Linked DNA regions of Triticum aestivum: region 1 is linked to region 2. Evidence: chromatin contacts called from public Hi-C data. All regions are on one chromosome and are shown on one strand. Each heading gives the region's core, a stretch centred on a gene start, on an enhancer-like site or on the middle of the called end of the contact. The rest is flanking DNA. Distances are from core to core; before and after follow the strand shown. Region 1 holds the start of LOC123121562 (homeobox-leucine zipper protein HOX9). Region 2 has its middle 220 kb from the start of LOC123121554.

Region 1 (4,347 bases), core at 1,085-3,584, 270 kb after region 2:
CCGTGTTGGTGACCATCGCTTCTGATGTTGCTAACCCTACCCTTGTCGCGGTTTGTATCCTTTCTCTACCTTGGGCTGGGTGCACTTCTTTGAGTGTTTGCGGTAGCTGTGCCACGACACCGCCAGGCCGGCAAGCCACACATGCCCTGCGCATTGGTTGGTCCTTTTGGTTGTGCTTGCATGTGTTGTTCAGCTAATGGTTCTACTGAAGTAAAGCTTCATACGTTGTCCGTGAACTGTTGCGGTCCAGAAAGGAAATAATTACTGCAGCAAAGTTGTTCCTTTTGCATGTACTAGAAGTTTGACACCATGTGAAACCTTAACTCGCCCATTTTGATTTGGCTTGCAAGCCACTGATCTATTGTAGAGGTGGTCGCTGAAATCGTAGTCCAAGGCGACCGACAGAAACAAGCTTGCTGGTGCCACAAAAGTTTGTTAGTTTGCATTTCACAGAGGTTGGGACGAGCTAGGCGCTCAACGCATCACAAATGGTTGTTCAGGACTTTTTATCTCTTAAAAATCTGACATCAAATTTTTAGGGGTGGCAAATTGGACTCTTTTATTGCAATTTGTGTTGTATCAAGGATGGCAGTTTCTGTTAACAAGCATAGCAAATCCTGGCAAAAATCTAAACATGGCGGATTTTGTCGTGCTTGCTAAAGGAAATTGTCAACATAATTTGCCCTAAAAACATTTGATTTACCACCCCTAAAAATCTCATGTTCTCTTTTGACAAGGTTCTCTTTGCAACCTTAAGATTTATGGCATGACTATCACCGGATGGAGTTTATGCTACTATTGACTTGAAAAAAAAGAGTGGAAAAATATCAAGGCCTAAATAAATATTTTGAAAAGGTGGAATGGCCCGGTGATTGTTAGGGGAACTATTTAATACTTAATCTTTATTCTTAATTGCTCTCAAGTGATGACTCTTGAAAAGCTTTTTTTCTTCTAATCATACACAATGTTGTTTGTATGTCATAGTGCAGAGCAAAATTGGTAACTATCAGTCCATGTTTTTGTTGACCAGATCAAAAGAAATCACACTTAAATACTGTGAAGTTCAACAAGGCGAAGTGGTTTTATTAAGAACTTTTGAGGTTTACCGAAAATAGAGCTCATCATTGTCGATAAGAAACTATTCTAGATCTTGAGTGATGCACATTGAAAGAATATTATTCTTGTACAACGAGCTGAGGAACAGTTGGATGTGCTGTCAGATATTTGAATGTTTTTAGTGTGTAAAATAAAATAATTCTCTACATCTTCTTTCTCCCTATTCATATTCACTTACTGCAGTGCCTTTTTTTCACCGTTTTAATCATGCCATGTGATGCCCTTGAGTGGCGAGATAAAGTATACAATACCGTAGAGACATGCATGTTTTAAGGCTGATTATGATCTGTTTTCGTTCTATACCTTTTGTTAGGTTAATTAAGGTCAATTTGATGTTGTGGTATGCATTGGAGTGAGATGTACATAGCATTGCAAATTGTTTTAAATAATAATTACATTCTTATGAGATTGCATAAAAAAAGCTAGGTGTTCATCAGCCTTATTATATTGTATTTTTTGTAGTAAGCATAAAATATAGCTAACTCTTTGCATAGTATCATTTGTTTCTCTTTGTTAGGCCTCCAATTTGAACTTTTCATTTGATCTTCAAAACTTTAGTGCTTGTTGTAATATGTTTGAGGATTGCACGGGCATAGTAATAATAATAGTTGTAAAAAATTTGACTACATTATTGATCTGGTGTCAGGTTTTGACCATGACAAATGGTGTATTACCTCCGTCCTGGTTTATTAGTCCCATTTGCATTTCACGTCAAAATTTGACGTTAAATTTAATTAACAAAATGTTAATACATATCTTTAAAAAATATAATTAAAAACTATGTTCAAATATGAATCAAATAATATTTTTTCTATAATATGCATTAATATTTTGTTAGTTAAATCTTTAGTAAAATATTGACACAAAATACAAAAAGACTTACAGACCAGGAAGAAGGTAGTATGCGGTAAGCAACCTCAACAACAATGTCATCAAGAGAAAAAATGTCCAAGTCGACGCGGTCAGCGAGATGTCACGGGGAAAATAATGGTGTCCTTTCAGCGCGACAGTGACGCGGGCCGGGGTACAGCGAACCACTGTGTGTGAGCCCCACTCCCGACCTCCATGGACCGAGCTCACCCACCCCCTTCGTCCTCCTCCACAGCTTTCTCCATCTCCTCACGTCCTCTCACTGCCTAGTAGCCTAGCTAGTCTATCATCGTAGCTGTAGCTCCAGAGGCCTCTGGCTCGCAGCGTAGAATACGACTAGACGTAGTGCGAGCTGAGCCTGAGCTACTGCCACTCTCGCGACCCCGGGCTCCTGCTCCGCTCCCCCACCGCCCCGCCCTCTCTCTCTCACTGGCCAGCCTTTAAAGCTGTCACCTTTTGCCACCCTCCCCGTGTCGCTGTACAGTCTCTCTCTCTCCCCCCCTCTCCCTCTCGTCGCTCGTGCTGTGGTGTGCTCGTTCGATTGCCTCAGGTCGGGCGGACGGACGCGAGCTGAGGGCAGGAGGGGCCGGATCCGGTGGTCCGGAGGGCGAGCTAGCGGCCCCGGTTGTCGCGGCGGTGGAGGAGTAGTAGGTGGAGTGCCAGAGGAAGCGGTTCATGGACGTGGCTCCCCCTACCGCAGCCCGGCGGGGCGGCGGGAGGCTGTGAGCGGGTCACCGGCGGCGCCCCTCCCCGCGCCGGCCGGCCGGCGTGTGTGGAGGTAACTCATGTCTAATTTCGCTCTACGCGTCGTTCGGGAGCTCGGGAGGACGATTCTCGCGTGTGCTCCTCAGACTGCTTATCCGCGTCGCCATTTGCGTTTCCTGATGGATCTTTTTTTTTTCGTCCCTGAAAACATTTTTTTCCTGCGATTATCCGTCTATTTTTTGTCTTGTCGCTGGAGGATTTAGCTGATATTTCCGCGCGGCTAATTTTTCCACTTTTGATTCTCACACGAAATCGTGCGATTCTGGCGTCGCCTCGCCGCCCGCATTTGCGTCTTCTGCTGCGGCTGCCTTTCCTTTTTCCTCATTTCAGATACTGAGCCAAAAGCCGCCTCCTTTGCGTGCTTTTCCACGCTTTGTTGTTTAAGGGAGGGATCAGGAGGAGGGATGGAGGGGCGCGGATGGCCCAACAGCGCTCGTCAATCTCCCGCGTTTCCCCATGTCAAATTTGTTCTAACCGCTCGAAAATCTCCTCCCAGGTTGTTCTGCCCTCAAGGATCGCTGCGCGCCGCGAGGGGGTGAAACTAGGACGCAAAGGAAGAGCTTAAGATGGCGGCGGCGGTGGCGGCGATGCGTTGCGGGAGCGGGAGCGGGAGCGACGGCGGCGGCGGCGGCTACGACAAGGGCGGGATGGACTCGGGCAAGTACGTGCGGTACACGCCGGAGCAGGTGGAGGCGCTGGAGCGGGTGTACGCCGAATGCCCCAAGCCGACCTCCACGCGGAGGCAGCAGCTGCTCCGCGAGTGCCCCATTCTGTCCAACATCGAGCCCAGGCAGATCAAGGTCTGGTTCCAGAACCGAAGGTGAGCATGTCGGCCGCCCGCCGCGCTTTCGCCTTTTGTGATTGGATGGAATTTGCTGCATCAGCAGCCATTACGCTGCATGAGAGTGTAATGGTAGCTGGGTAAATTGAGTAAGGATGGATCACGAACAAATGTGGGAGTTTCTAGTTCTGTGTTGGAGCATATGTGTATTTTCCCAATCTGGGCAGGTTCTGCATTCAAGCATAATTGTCATGGGCTTTTCTCCGTGGGTGCAGGTGCCGTGATAAGCAGCGGAAGGAGTCTTCGAGGCTTCAGGCCGTGAACAGAAAACTGAGCGCCATGAACAAGCTCCTCATGGAAGAGAATGAGCGTCTCCAGAAGCAGGTCTCCCAGTTGGTTCATGAGAATGCATACATGAAGCAGCAGCTGCAGAATGTAAGTCTCCATTTTGTTGTTTTACTTTTACAGACCACGTTGCTTGTAGGACCTGGATAAGTGTCTGACCGTGGCTACCTTGTGCTTGCATTACATTTCAGCCTTCGTTGGCCAATGATACAAGTTGTGAGTCAAATGTGACCACTCCTCCAAACCCTCTAAGGGATGCAAGTAACCCAGCTGGGTAAGTGGTTTTTGTTACTGACAACAGGTGGGATCATCCAATTCCCTTTTATGTAAGAACTTGTTACATATCTTCCTTCCATTTTCTCTAGACTCCTTGCAATTGCGGAGGAGACATTGACAGAGTTCCTCTCAAAGGCTACAGGAACTGCTGTTGATTGGGTCCCGATGCCTGGGATGAAGGTCAGTTGCCAATT
Region 2 (4,237 bases), core at 875-3,374:
AGCCAGCATGCAATGCAATGCATGCTCTCCTTCTTCTCTTTGCACGCACAAGCACAGGGCATGTACACGCATGCCAGCCTGCTGGTTGTTCTTGCATGCTTCGCTCTGCTGTTTTGGCACAGGAGGGCATGTACACGCATGCTTCGCTCTGGTTGTCCTTGCATGCTTCGCTCTGGTATATAGACTTGGAGACATCCTAGTATAGCTCTGGACATCGAAGTTCATTTCAGCATTGTAGACTGTCAAGTGTCAACGGGTAGGAAAAATTGTTATTTTTGCTATTTTTTTCCTTCCTATAATCTGTATCGTATACCCTTGTAAGTGTATAGCCTTGTGAGAGTTTCTACTGCGTGTTTAGTTAAGCTCGTTAGACTAATTCTACCGGGCTGTCAAAGTGTCAACTCCGTCGTTACTCGGCAGCGCCCGCCGACATGCATGGGTCAAAGGAATGGGAGAGATTGAGAAGCAAGCAAAGCAGAGCGAGGAGCACACCACATACTCCCTGCGTCGATTGCTCTTCTCTTCCTATCATTTTCACCTTTTCAGGAATTGCGTCTACTTTACTCTTCCAAATGGCAGGGCCGACCTTCGGGCTAGGGGCTGGTTGGGGAGAATTTTAATTCACGTTCAATGAGCCATCATCGCCTTATCTTCCTGAGTAAGACATAAACCGTAACAAATTTTATAAAAAAACATAAAAAATAGAGTCATCTCATCGTCAAGGGTCAGGATCCACCGCCGAGGTCATAGAAGATGAGGCAGATCGGCAAAGGCACCGATGAGGCAAAAACCCTAGCCGCGTGTTCGCTTGGAGGAGAGGCGAAGAGGTAAGTGACAAGAGCATTTTCCCTACGCTCACGTTTTTTAATGTGCACCTTATTTGTTCTGTCCGGTACAAATGCATCACATATTCAAGCAAAATCTTTTTTCAAAAATCCCAAAATAGGTTGCAATCTTATTTGTGCACCTTATTTAAAAAACTCTATTTTTTTAGTTGCACTTAATTAACCGCATCATTTCTGAACTGCATCGTGTGAAGTCGATCGTCACCACTTATTGTGAAATGGATCGTGGGCGCCAAATATATAGTCGCAACCACGCGTACCTCAACAATATCACTTACTATGAGTGTCTACGTCTGTATTGTGTTAAAAAAAACAGTACCGCTTACTAATCAAAATATAGTTTTGAATTTTGGAAGATCAGTCTAGCTACAACTAAATAACACACACTATTCAAGTATCGTAATATATATAATTTGACCGACTTATACATAATTATTGCTCTAACAATTTAGAACATCAAATCACTTTTTATTTGAGGGACGAGCTAGTGACGCGTCAACATCAACGAACTAATGAGCTGCCAATCTAGTTCCGGCGGTTCCCCGATCACTGGCTAGCTATCGCGTACGTTACGTACGTGTACCATCCGATGATCAAATCAGCGAAGAAAACAACTCGCCTAGCTAATTACGATATCGACCCAGCGTTGCGTACGACGTTGTTTGCGTTGATCCAGATGTCACTTGTCGGCCGATGAATGGATCCATCGGCTTGTGAGAGTATGAAGCTACCACTATTTGTTTGTTTGTTACCTTCGGCCCCATTACTTGTGTCCTTTCGACACGATACCAGGAACAGGAAGGCCTACCTTTCTCACTTCACGTCTGTGGGCAATAAAATGCAGCACAGCTCTGGCTAACTCCCCCTAAAAAAAAGCTCTGGTTAATTACTCGACACATTTGTTGTCTCAAAGGCCAAAGAAAACAGTGTGCAACTACTGAGATGGAGTACTGTTGATCTACGTGCTGGTGCAAGGAAAAAAACCCGAAGAGAGTAACAAATAGCAGCACGGCACAGAAAAGGCATGTTTCTGCATGGGCGACTTGACTTGTCCTAGTGGCTAGGTGCACCATGTTTTTTCTAAGTTGCTAGACTAGATGCACCATGCACTCCATGCTGATGGTGAGCCTGGTGTGCTAGTGAAGAAGCGCTCCACGCCCCGGTGGTAGTTCCGTGATTCCGATGAAGGTTTGGGTCGGGAAGCACTGGGTCCATGCCCACGCCCTCGGTATCCGCGTCCATTTTCGCTCGCAGGTTGGGCCCACAGCCGCAACTCGCGTGGCAGGGACCTCACCACTTGATCAGCCGGTTCAACCCACACAGATGGGACCTACCTGCTGAGACTTTAACTGCAAGGCTTGATTTTAACTCCGAGCATTGCTAGAACAGTCCAACACCAGCTTTTGCCCGAGTGTTCTCGAACCTTCAAAATAACTCATCCATCCCGTGAGTTTGAGGCCCGGCTCTTTCAGTCATTCGAATGCCTAATAGTCTTGCAATCGGACTTACCAAATTCGACCTTAAAGCAAGTATAATAGTGGACTTATAGCCTCTTACATGACACTTTTGCCTATATGAAGAAGAGACATGAAAAAGTAAGGAGAATGGGCTCTCATGCAAGAGCCTGGCTATATGCGTGCTTCAAGACAGATGCAATAAATGTGAGGAAAAAGATAGAGAGAATATTTAAAAAAATATTAATCTTATAGCCAACCTCATAGCTAACCTTATTGTATGAGTGATTATGTGTGTTGGCGACGAAGGAGGACCCACCAGTTCCTGCTACTGTCGGAAATGCTACTTTGCAGGCGGGGACGCTTGCAAGGACCGCAGTGGTAGGGACAATTGCGCTGACCGAGACGGCTCTGGTGATCGTGCCGCCTACCAGTGGGGGAACAGGAATTCGAGCCACCAACCAGCGGCATGGCAGAGGTGGAGGCCACGGGAATCGAGACACATGTGGTGGCTGTTGAGGCTGGGGGGATCGAGGAGCGAATGATTGATCCCCTCACTGATTTGGCGGCCAGCAAGGCGGGTTGTGGGTGCATGGGCATCCAGCCACGTGCCGCCACTTGTCCGGAGGTGGCTCCTGGCGTCTCGATGGGACCGCTGCTGGCACAGGATGTGGTGGGACCCGGCGGGGTGGTCTGCCCCGATGAGATGGCGTTACATGATGGCACGCATGCACATATGGGACTAGTGGATGGGAACCATGCAGATCGCGACAAGGAGCTGCGCACGCCCCCCTCCACTCGGGGTTACTGTTCCTGAGGCGCAGTTTGCGGCGTCCGCGCAGTTGGAGGTGGAACCGACCAGTCAGGTTGCGTTGGTGGCTACCGAGTTAAGCAGTGAGAGAAGAGGCACAACGGAGAGCTTAACTGGACAAGATGCAGTGGCTCTTGAAAGGCTGAAGACATTCTGCGCTAATATTGTGAAGAAACTAGCGCCGCCACTGCTGAAGGAGGTTCAGGCGTCGACGCTGAGAGCTGATGCTGAGCCTTTCACCCCGAAGCGCACGACTTGCGCAGCTAAGCGCATTGGCACATCTGGCAGTGGCCCGGCCAAGCCTAAACCGGCAGAGAATGTGCTCCTAAAAACGTTGGGTCTGGTCCCTGAGGATATGGTGCCGGACGAGGGGGCCAGTTCAGGAGCTCAGGATGATGTTCGACTCCCCGCTCAGAGAGCAGCACGTTCGGGTGATTGCCGCGCTGTTTGGCAAGACCCTGCCGTCGGTCACAGAGTTGGAAGGCAGCGAGGGCAGAGCCATCGCTGCGGTCTAAGCACGGGGTGCGTGGTGTTGGTGTTGACCACTCGTTAAATCGATTACAACCCCGAAATACTTAGCTGGAACGTGCATGGCCTAAACAACTCGGCCAAAAGAAAGGCGGTGAAGGAGTTTGTTGCCACGGTGAAAGTTAACCTAGTGTGCTTTCAGGAGACTAAACTAGATGTAATAGATCACTTTATGTTAATGGAATGCCTAGGCCGGTCTTTTGACGGCTTTGTGTACTTACCGGCGGTGGAAACTCGTGGAGGGATTCTTTTGGCGTGGGACACCACCATCCTTTCGGTGGATAATGTACAGTTCGACACTAACTCCTTAACGGCACTCGTGCTTGCTAAGGATGGTTCTACTTGGTGGATCACTGCGGTGTATGCCCCTCAAGGTGACGAGCTCAAGACTCAGTTCTTGCAGGAGCTAGCCATCCGGCGATCCCTTTGCCCTGGCCCTTGGCTCATTTTAGGTGATTTTAACATGATCTTGCGCGCGTCTGAGAAGAACAATGCCAACATCAACAGGGCGATGATGTCCAAGTTCAGGAGTTTTGTCGACGATCATGAACTAAAGGAGCTTTATATGCATGGTCGCTTGTACACCTGGTTGAATGAGA

The links. Hi-C and Micro-C count contacts between places; a contact is called where the count stands out from the background.
Region 1: a Hi-C map of leaf shows a contact between it and region 2, with 3 times the contacts expected there. The contact joins the promoter of LOC123121562 here to the enhancer-like site in region 2. A contact is called at or near these places in 2 of 5 Hi-C or Micro-C datasets (leaf and an unstated tissue) and 1 of 1 datasets of contacts at active chromatin or transcription factors (leaf).

Annotation. Positions count from the first base shown.
Region 1 is chr1B:317,721,565-317,725,911 of IWGSC CS RefSeq v2.1, forward strand. It overlaps LOC123121562 (homeobox-leucine zipper protein HOX9), which reads left to right and starts at 2,335. Exons shown (of 19, transcript XM_044541580.1): 1 at 2,335-2,764; 2 at 3,248-3,571; 3 at 3,808-3,967; 4 at 4,069-4,151; 5 at 4,243-4,333. The coding sequence starts at 3,318.
Region 2 is chr1B:317,453,652-317,457,888 of IWGSC CS RefSeq v2.1, forward strand. No RefSeq gene overlaps it. Among protein-coding and RNA genes, the nearest start is that of LOC123121554, 220 kb to the left of the region's middle. Within about 2 kb of position 2,125, at least 4 of the 8 cell types and tissues checked have an H3K27ac peak or open chromatin away from gene starts, as enhancers often do. A contact at or near this core is called in leaf, where this site is marked.